Regions from separate parts of the Sus scrofa genome. Here all the other regions are linked to region 2. The links are chromatin contacts, called in public promoter capture Hi-C maps. All regions are on one chromosome and are shown on one strand. The core of a region is the stretch at or near the end of the contact, and the rest is flanking DNA. Distances in the headings are between cores, read along the strand shown. Region 1 holds the start of HAPLN2 (hyaluronan and proteoglycan link protein 2). Region 2 holds the start of RHBG (Rh family, B glycoprotein). Region 3 holds the start of NAXE (NAD(P)HX epimerase).

Region 1 (2,983 bases), core at 412-2,911, 240 kb before region 2:
AGTTTGCTGGGACCCGAATCCAGACTTCACATGATGCTCAAGCTCTTAGTCACTGCTCTGCATTTCTTTGTTTCAAAGCAGGCACACACATAGCTTCTTCATACCCCTTATAGAGAGTAAGAGAGCAGCTCCCAGCTCCAGTGCCTCCCCCCCCTTTTTACATTTATAAAATTTTATGGAAGAGAAATATTCATAATTTTGATGGAACAACTTTAGGTATAGTATCAAATTATTTCACTGATAATTATTTTTCTGATCATTCTGATCAATAATATGCTGTAAGGTATTTATTTTGACACTGACCTGTTAGAAGTGAGTCTCTTCACAGGGATGGGGGGAGTGGTGACTGGCAGCTTTCTGTCCTGCTGGAGGAAGGGGTTCCTGGTGAAGGAACTGCCTCCACCCCGGGGAGGTCCAAGCAACTTAGAGCCCCAGAATTTGGGCCCCTGATCAGTGTGGTTTCTTTCCCCTTTTGCCCCTTTAAGGAAAAGCTTCTGCCCTGAGTTCAAAGAAAACTACCAAGAAGTCCCCCCACCCCTCATTCCCCTAAGCCAGGCTAAGTGACTGGGTCCAGCTCCGTGATCGGGCACTTTATCTTTGGCACCCACTGCCCTGGGCCCACGGAAGACACAGGGCTTGGGAAGAGACATGGGAACCCATGAAGAGGGATGAGGGAAAGGAGGCAACCAAGGATGATCAATTACCTGGAATGTTGCAGAGAATCAGCTGCCTTGATTCTTCCAGATGCGCTTGAACCAGAGAAGGGACAGATTGATTGGTGGGTACGAGGATGTTGGGCTGATGGGCATGGGGGTGAACCACAAATGAGGCTCAAAGGTCCATGGGTGTCAGAGCTCCAGCTGCCTGAATTTTTCCATACGGGCCTCCTCTAAGCAGCACCCCTCCCCCTCCCCCAACAAAGTCCTCACCTCCGCCCTCCGGTGCCTGGGTGCGCATCTCCTATGGGAAGAGACTCTCCAGGTGGGAACCAGACTTCCAGGACTTCCAGCTGCTTCAAGAAACCTGACCCCTTCTGTCCAGCTCCCCTGTCTGTCGTCTGGCTGTCCTTTGCTTCTCTGTCCCCACCCCGTCGGAAGCACAATTTCCCATTGTCTCCTTCTTTTTCCCTATTGTTGAATAACAGGGGCCCTTTCTTTATCCTCTGGGTAATGGCAGCGAAATGTCAACAGCTGGGGATGTGGGATGCAGGACCGGCTGGCACACATCACCGGAAAAAGGGTCTGGATGGGGGCGGGCCCAGAACAGGAACTGACATCCCCAAGGAGAAGCAAATGGGGAGGGGGAGAGAGAAGGTTGATGAGAAGGTTAAAATGGGTTCCTCTCAATACTCAAAAGAAATTTTGTGTAAGGCCAAGGGGATAGCTGGGCTCCATGGAGGGCAGAGGGAGTGGGTAACCTTGCAATAGGAGAGATGGAAGGACTTTGGGAAGCTCTCCAAGGGAGGTCATCTTATTTGTCCCCTAGTTCCCCAGCTCCTCCTTCCCCAGCAGATGGAGAATATTAAAGTTCTTGAGACCCTTCACCTCCCCCGGTGGAGATGCACTTCTCAAAAATTCCTCTTCGGAGTTCCCGTTGTGGCGCAGTGGTTAACGAATCCGACTAGGAACAATGAGGTTACGGGTTCGATCCCTGCCCTTGCTCAGTGGTTTAAGGATCCGGCGTTGCTGTGGTGTAGGTCACAGATGTGGCTCGGATCCCATGTTGCCGTGGCTGTGGTATAGGCCGGTGGCTACAGCTCTGATTAGACCCCTAGCCTGGGAACCTCCATATGCCGCGGGAGTGGCCCAAGAAAAGGCAAAAAGACAAAAAAAAATTCCTCTTATTAGGAAGTTCTTTTTGCAGTCTAAATTCCAGCTGGAGGTGTTTTGTTTTTTTGTTTTGTTTTGTTTTATTACTCAAATGAATTTATCACATCTGTAGTTGTATAATGATCATCACAATCCAATTTCACAGGATTTCCATCCCATAACCCAAGCACATCCCCCCGCCCCCCCCATAGGTTTTTTAATGTCTGTGAGTCAGCATCTGTTCTGCAAAGAAGTTCAGTCTGTCCTTTTTTCAGATTCCACATGTCAGTGAAAGCATCTGATGTTGGTGTCTCATTGTATGACTGACTTCACTTAGCATAATAATTTCTAGGTCCATTCATGTTGCTAAAAATTCTGCTGGTGTTTTTAAAACATTTCTATTGAGGTATAATTTACAAGTAACAAAGTGCAGATCTTCATTGTACATAAACGTTAGCATGTGTGCAGATCTGTAACTACTTTGCCCCAGATCAAGATGTAGGACTTTTCCGACACCCTAAATAAGCCCATTTCTTTTTTGTTTGCTCTCTGTGCAAAGGGAGGGTTTTCTCTGTAAATAGCCATTTAGAAGCATTTCCAGGAGTTTCCATCGTGGCTCAGCAGAAACGAATCCAACTAGGAACCATGAGGTTGTGGGTTCAATCCCTGGCCTCGCTCAGTGGGTTAAGGCTCCAGTGTTGCTGTGGCTGTGGCCTAGGCTGGCAGCGGTAGCTCGGCTTGGACCCCTAGCCTGGGAACCTCCATATGCCGCGGGTGCGGCCCTAAAAAGCACTAAAATAAAATAAAGCGTTTCCACCTTCAAATCCCCTCTTAGCCTTCTTCTCTCTGTAGCTTCGGGTTACTAAATCCTATGCTCTCAGAACTAGAGGGGCCCTCCGGAGGCTCAGCTTCCTCATTTACCAGAGGAAGAAGAGCAGATGGAAGGGAAAGTGACTTGCCCCAGACCACGTGGAATGCAACTGTTGAGTCAAACCTAGAACATTCTGCTGCCCCCCCCCCCCCCCCCCCCGCAATTCCCTCTTCCACTCTTTTCCTCCACTCTCCAAGTCAGTGGAGCTGCAGAGACTTCACTGGGGCCACATTACATAGCGGGGAGCCCAGCCCGACCGCGCTGTTTAGGGATCGAATTGACTGTCTTTTCCCATTCGCGCCAT
Region 2 (2,700 bases), core at 78-2,577:
ACTGGGAAAGGGTCAGGTGGAGACAGCCTGCTGCCAGTTCTGCATAACAGCCTGGGATTTATATAGGAGACTCTTACATTCTGGGCCTTGCTTGAATGTATATCCTTCATACTGAGGCATCTTTCTCCCCAATGCTCAGATGGGGAAAACTGAGGCTTAGAGACCTGCTCAAGTATGTATGAAGTCTGGGAAATCTGGTGTCCTTGGTCCCAGCTGCCTAGGGCCTGAGTCACAAGGTTGGACCCCCAACCTTGAGGGAGAGGTTCTATTCCCAACAGAAGGCAGGAGCTTAGCCCTCTCCTTTCTGGGCCTCATCAGCAAGCAGATGAGCTGTGGCACAAGAAGCTCAGGATACTTAGTTCCAGCTCTGTCACTCACATGGCAGGTGATCATGAACAAATCACAACCTCTTTGAGCCTCAGCTTTCTCCCCTGAGAAATGGGCTAATAACCTTGCCATGCTTCCTTCTCAGGGCTGAGGACTGTTGGTTGGTAGGTAGGTATGTGGTTTTCTCTCTGACTCTGGAAGAGCCAGCTTCAGGGAACAGGGGAAGAAACATCTGAGCCCAATAGTTTTGGCTCCCTTCACAATTAATACCTGCATCACTGCTTCCTGCACCCCACTCCCTACCTCTCCTTCCCAGAAGGATTTTTTATTTTGTTTTGTTTGTTTGTTTATCATTTCCTGTGGTCAGGAGTCCCCAGGAAAGGCAGTCTCTGGAACAGACCAGCAAAGCCCAACTAGGCCAACAAGAGAGTAGGTTAAGTTGGGGGCTTCAGATCTGAGTTCAAATCCCAGCTCCCTCAATTCTGACAGCAAAAACCAGTCACTTAACCTCTCTGAACCTCATTTTCCCCATTTTTGTCTACTTCATAGACGAAAGGAGAAAATTCACATGCCACCTGGAACGTGGCACACACTAGTGAAAGTGTGTTACTATAAATCTGGGGCACCTTCATCTCAAAGTGAGAGGGTTGCCCACCTAGGGGTAGATCTGGGCAACCAAGCGCCCCCTCCCAAGACACCAGAGGGGCTTAGGGTCTTAGCTCCCCGCGCACCTTCACCTGTACTCACTTGGGTAGCGAAAGTAAAATTCATTGTCTGGGTTACTGTGGTTGCCCCAGTGCCAGAGGGCAGCGTCGGTTTCATGGTTGTAGCGGACGAAGACAGCAAAGAGGATGGCGGTGGCGCCCTGAAGGAGGAGGCATAGCAGGGGCAGCTGCAGTCGCCGGCCCCCGGCGCGGCGGGAGGACCCAGCCATGGGACAGAGGCTGCAAGTCTCCGGCTCCGGCTTGGGCTCCGGCTCCAGCTCCAGGCGCGCTGGGCTGGCAGACACTCTCGGGGCGGGCCGGGCAGGTTTCACCAGAACCAGGCCCCGCCCACCGGACGCAGGTCCCGCCCACACGGAGGCTTACCCGCCGCAGATCCACGCCCCAGCCCTCGGAGGCGAGGAAGGGGAGACGGTGAGGGCTAGGGTCTCGGGCCTAAGGTGAGGCAAGCAGTGGGAAGGAATGGGGCATTCGGACCCCAAATCCTTTTCCTTTAGCCCAGCTGACTCTGGCGCTGTTCCGTTTGGAACAGGTCCTTGGAAGTGACCCTGGAAAGACGCCCAGTGTTCTGCTCTGCTGGGGCACAGCTGCGGGATCCGGTGGGGGCGGCGGCGGAGGGGGGAAACACGGAGAAGGAGTGGGGGACAAAGAGGAGGGAGGAGAGGGAGGGCAATCCTTTCCTTAAATATGGTGTGAATTTAGAGAGTGTTTCCTAAAGAATAAGTGAAAATAAGCCTTATTTTTAGGCCCAGACCTCCCCGGCCCGGGGCCCCTCCAGGGTTAATAATACAAGAGAGAGTTGAGGGGTTACTCAACGTTTTCCCCAACTGAAAGAGAGATGGAGAAAGGAGATAAAGAGCCGGCTCTCGGCACTGATGATTAACCTGGTTGGGGAGGTCCAAGCCTCAGCAGGTGAGTTCCTTACCCCACTCCCCAGCCTCCTCACCTGCGTCAGCACCCCACCCCAGTTCTGGGGCAGGAGGCTGGACCTGGGAGCAGGCTGGGCTGGGGCCCACTGACACCTGGGTTCTCTGCACACCCAGTAAAAGAGTCTGGGCTGCCCCAACCTCTGGAAAGAAGGGAAGCCAATGTAAGAAGGCTCTTCTCAGTAAGGTGTCAAGATCCCCTTGTTACACAAGCAAGATTTGCATCCACTGGGGCCCTGGTAGACAGACACGGAGGAGTTAGCCATTAATTGAGCATTTACTGTGAACCAGGCTTCAGAGATGAACCAAAGGACCCCTCCCTCCAGAAGCCACTGTTCAGTAGCGAGCCAGATACTTAGGAGGGATTTGAAGTGCCATTGGAGTAAATGTGTGACCCCAGGAATCACAGAGGCTTGGGGGCCCAGATGAGAAGCTGCAGAACTCTCAGGAGTGGGGATGCAGGAGGGGACAGAGATGGAGAATTGCTTCCTGGGAGGTGGTGTCTGCAGGCAGCCTGGAAGGACAACCTAGAAATTGAGTAAGTAAAGAAAGACGAGGAGTTCCCATCATGACTCAGTGATTAACGAACCCTGACTTGAATCCATGAGGATGCAGGTTTGATCCCTGGCCTTGCTCAGTGGGTTAAGGATCTAGCGTTGCCCTGAGCTGTGGTGTAGGTCGCATAAGCGTCTTGGATCCCGTGTTGCTATGGCTCTGGTGCAGGC
Region 3 (2,778 bases), core at 30-2,529, 210 kb before region 2:
AAAGAAATCTGACTAGGATCCATGGGGATGCAGGTTCGATCCCTGGCCTCACTCAGTGGGTTAAGGATCTAGTGTCGCCCTGAGCTGTGGTGTAGGTCGCAGATGTGGCTTGGATCTGGCGTGGCTATGGCTGTGGTGTGGGCCGGCAGCTGTAGGTCCAATTTGACCCCTTGTCTAGGAACCTCCATATGCCACAGATGTGGCCCTAAAAAGCAAAAAAACAAAAACAAAAAAACCCCCACCATACTTTGGGCACTTTCTGTGTCAGGCACTATCCCTACCCTCTTAAGAGTTAATCCTCTAGAGAGGAAGATAGCAAGTGAGCTCAGCTTGGGAAGGTGAGGAAAGAGAACACAGGCAGTGGTTATTGAGGAGGAGAGAGCACTGAACTGGAGCCACCTACCTCTGAGGGCATTTCATCAAGGAAAGGGATGTCCATTTTCTGGCACTGGGTTACCAGCGCAGTGAAGAGTGGCTTGTTAGGCCTTTTAGGGTAATAGATGGTTGGTTGGTAGCCCTATGAGGAAAGGAAAGGGTTGTAATTCAAGTCCAGATCCTAGAAACCTCATGCTCTTTTCCCCACGGCCCTTCTGCGAATACTCACAAAGAGTTTGAGGTGTCGAGCACAGACCAGGCCATCTCCTCCGTTATTCCCGGGGCCACAAATGACTAGGACAGTAGGGGGGCTCCTGGACAAGGACGTGGGAGGATAGGCCTGAAGGCAGAGTCAAAGGGGATTCAGAGGGGCATTTGGGAAGCGACAGCTCGGGCTTGGCCCGGCTGTCCCTCCCACTTCGCTGTGCCTAGGCCAGGGGGCTTGCACAATGACTTGCCACTGACCTTGGCAATGGCTGTAGCACAGCTCAGCCCGGCCAGCTCCATTAGTTGGTCCACGCTGAACTGGTACTCGTTAAACAGCTCCTGGTCCACAGCCTGGGCCTCCTCCTGGCTGAGGAAGCGCAAAGCCTGAGGTCCCGCCCCTCAGGTGCTGCGCCGGGCCGGCAGCGCGGCCGCCCCAGGTCCCGCCCCCCGGGAGGGAGGGCCTGCACCCCGGTCCTGCGCCCCGCGTGCCCCCGCCCGCCCTGGAACTTTGCCTACCTGAGGTACTTCACCGCTGAGCTCGCCATGCCTTCTACGTCCCCGCGGCCACCCGAGATCAGCCGCTGCGGCCCCCACCAGGTGGGTCGCGCGCGACAGGCGCCGGCCTGGACTCTGACGCGCGGCAGGCGCGAGCCCGCAACGAGCAGCCCGAGCCCGAGCAGCGCCCGCAGACCAGACATCCAGCTCGCAGGGCGCGCGCCTCCGGCCCGCCCCGGCCTGCCCGGCGCCTGCGCAGCACTCTGCCCCGCCCCCGAGAGGCCGGGGCCGCAAGCGCTTCTGCCGAAAGCGGTCCTGGGATCCGCCGCGCTCGCTCCTCCGCGGCTGGTTGCCTTACGCACCCGCCCCGCGGGTGTCTGCCTGTGTCCGTGCGCTTTCTCTTCCAGTCTGGATCCAAGCCCTCCGCGGGAACATTTACGTATTGCCTCAGAGATAACCGGAAGTGCTTTGCTCCCAACCGCCCTTTGGTAATAATTTTTCATATTTTTGTAGCTTTTCCAGGAAGCTGTATGGCAGAGCAGTTAGCCCCGGTTCTTGTCCTACCACCGACTAGCTGAGTGAACCTGGCTCTCCTGGTTTCAGTGTCCTATAAAATGAGGATATGAGTACATACTTCATGGGGTGGTAATCCATGCAAAGCCGTCGACAGCGCCCCTCGTACACAGGGCTCAATAAATTAATGCTCTTATTTACACTGCTTTTCATGGGACTTAGGACCCTTATGCCCACTAGTTTAGCTTCCCCTTTCTCTGTTTACCAGGATAGCACGTTCTACTTCCCTAATCATACGTAATACTTACCCTTCTTCATCGAGATAAAAGCTGTGGAAATAGAAAAGTATAAACCTTAATTAAGTCAAGTATGCCATGGTTAAAAATGTAATTGAAACTGTAGACGCCAGGTCACGGTAATATTTCAAGAAAAAATCAGAGAAGACTAAACTTTTAACCCAAGAGTTTTGTTTTTTTGTTTTTTTTTGCCTTTTCTAGGGCCCCTCCCGCGGCATATGGAAGTTCCCAGGCTAGGGGTCTAATCGAAGCTGTAGCCGCCGGCCTACACCACAGCCAACGCCAGATCTGAGCCCCGTCTGCGACCTACACCACAGCTCACAGCAACGCCAGATCCTTAACCCACTGAGCAAGGCCAGGGATCGAACCTGCAGCTTCATGATTCCTTTTTTTTTTTTTTTTTTGGTCTTTTAGTCTTTTTGTTGTTGTTGTTGTTGTTATTGTTGCTATTTCTTGGGCCGCTCCCGCGGCATATGGAGGTTCCCAGGTTAGGGGTCTAATCGGAGCTGTAGCCACCGGCCTACGCCAGAGCCACAGCAACGCGGTATCCGAGCCATGTCTGCAACCTACACCACAGCTCACGGCAACGCCGGATCATTAACCTACTGAGCAAGGGCAGGGACCGAACCCGCAACCTCATGGTTCCTAGTCGGATTCGTTAACCACTGCGCCACGACGGGAACTCCAAGCTTCATGATTCCTAATCGGATTCGTTAACCACTGAGCCACAACAGGAACTCCTAACCCAAGAGTTTTTAAAAATGCAAACACTCCTGCCTGGTTAGGGGAGAAGTTTAGGGAATAACAAACCAGTTACCATTAAGGCACTAAGATAAAGATAATTATCCAGGTGAAATGAAAGTCCTGTTTTTATGCTAGTTTATTTTTTTCT

The links. Promoter capture Hi-C pulls out the DNA fragments that hold promoters and counts their contacts.
Region 1: a promoter capture Hi-C map of fetal liver shows a contact between it and region 2, with 2.5 times the contacts expected there. The contact joins the promoter of HAPLN2 here to the promoter of RHBG in region 2. A contact is called at or near these places in 2 of 5 promoter capture datasets (fetal liver and liver) and 11 of 47 Hi-C or Micro-C datasets (alveolar macrophages, embryonic fibroblasts, fetal heart ventricle and 8 more).
Region 3: a contact with region 2 is called in a promoter capture Hi-C map of fetal skeletal muscle, with 2.9 times the contacts expected there. The contact joins the promoter of NAXE here to the promoter of RHBG in region 2. A contact is called at or near these places in 1 of 5 promoter capture datasets (fetal skeletal muscle), 3 of 47 Hi-C or Micro-C datasets (liver, omental adipose tissue and subcutaneous adipose tissue) and 1 of 2 datasets of contacts at active chromatin or transcription factors (skeletal muscle).

The regions. Positions count from the first base shown.
Region 1 is chr4:93,466,726-93,469,708 of Sscrofa11.1, forward strand. HAPLN2 (hyaluronan and proteoglycan link protein 2) reads right to left here and starts at 1,662. Exons shown (of 8, transcript XM_003355142.5): 1 at 930-1,662; 2 at 705-749; 3 at 304-362.
Region 2 is chr4:93,706,489-93,709,188 of Sscrofa11.1, forward strand. It overlaps RHBG (Rh family, B glycoprotein), which reads right to left and starts at 1,328. Exons shown (of 10, transcript NM_213996.1): 1 at 1,075-1,328. The coding sequence starts at 1,261.
Region 3 is chr4:93,494,633-93,497,410 of Sscrofa11.1, forward strand. NAXE (NAD(P)HX epimerase) reads right to left here and starts at 1,280. Exons shown (of 6, transcript NM_001078664.1): 1 at 1,099-1,280; 2 at 841-949; 3 at 605-715; 4 at 404-517. The coding sequence starts at 1,280. IQGAP3 (ras GTPase-activating-like protein IQGAP3) reads left to right here and starts at 1,367. Exons shown (of 38, transcript XM_021089671.1): 1 at 1,367-1,565.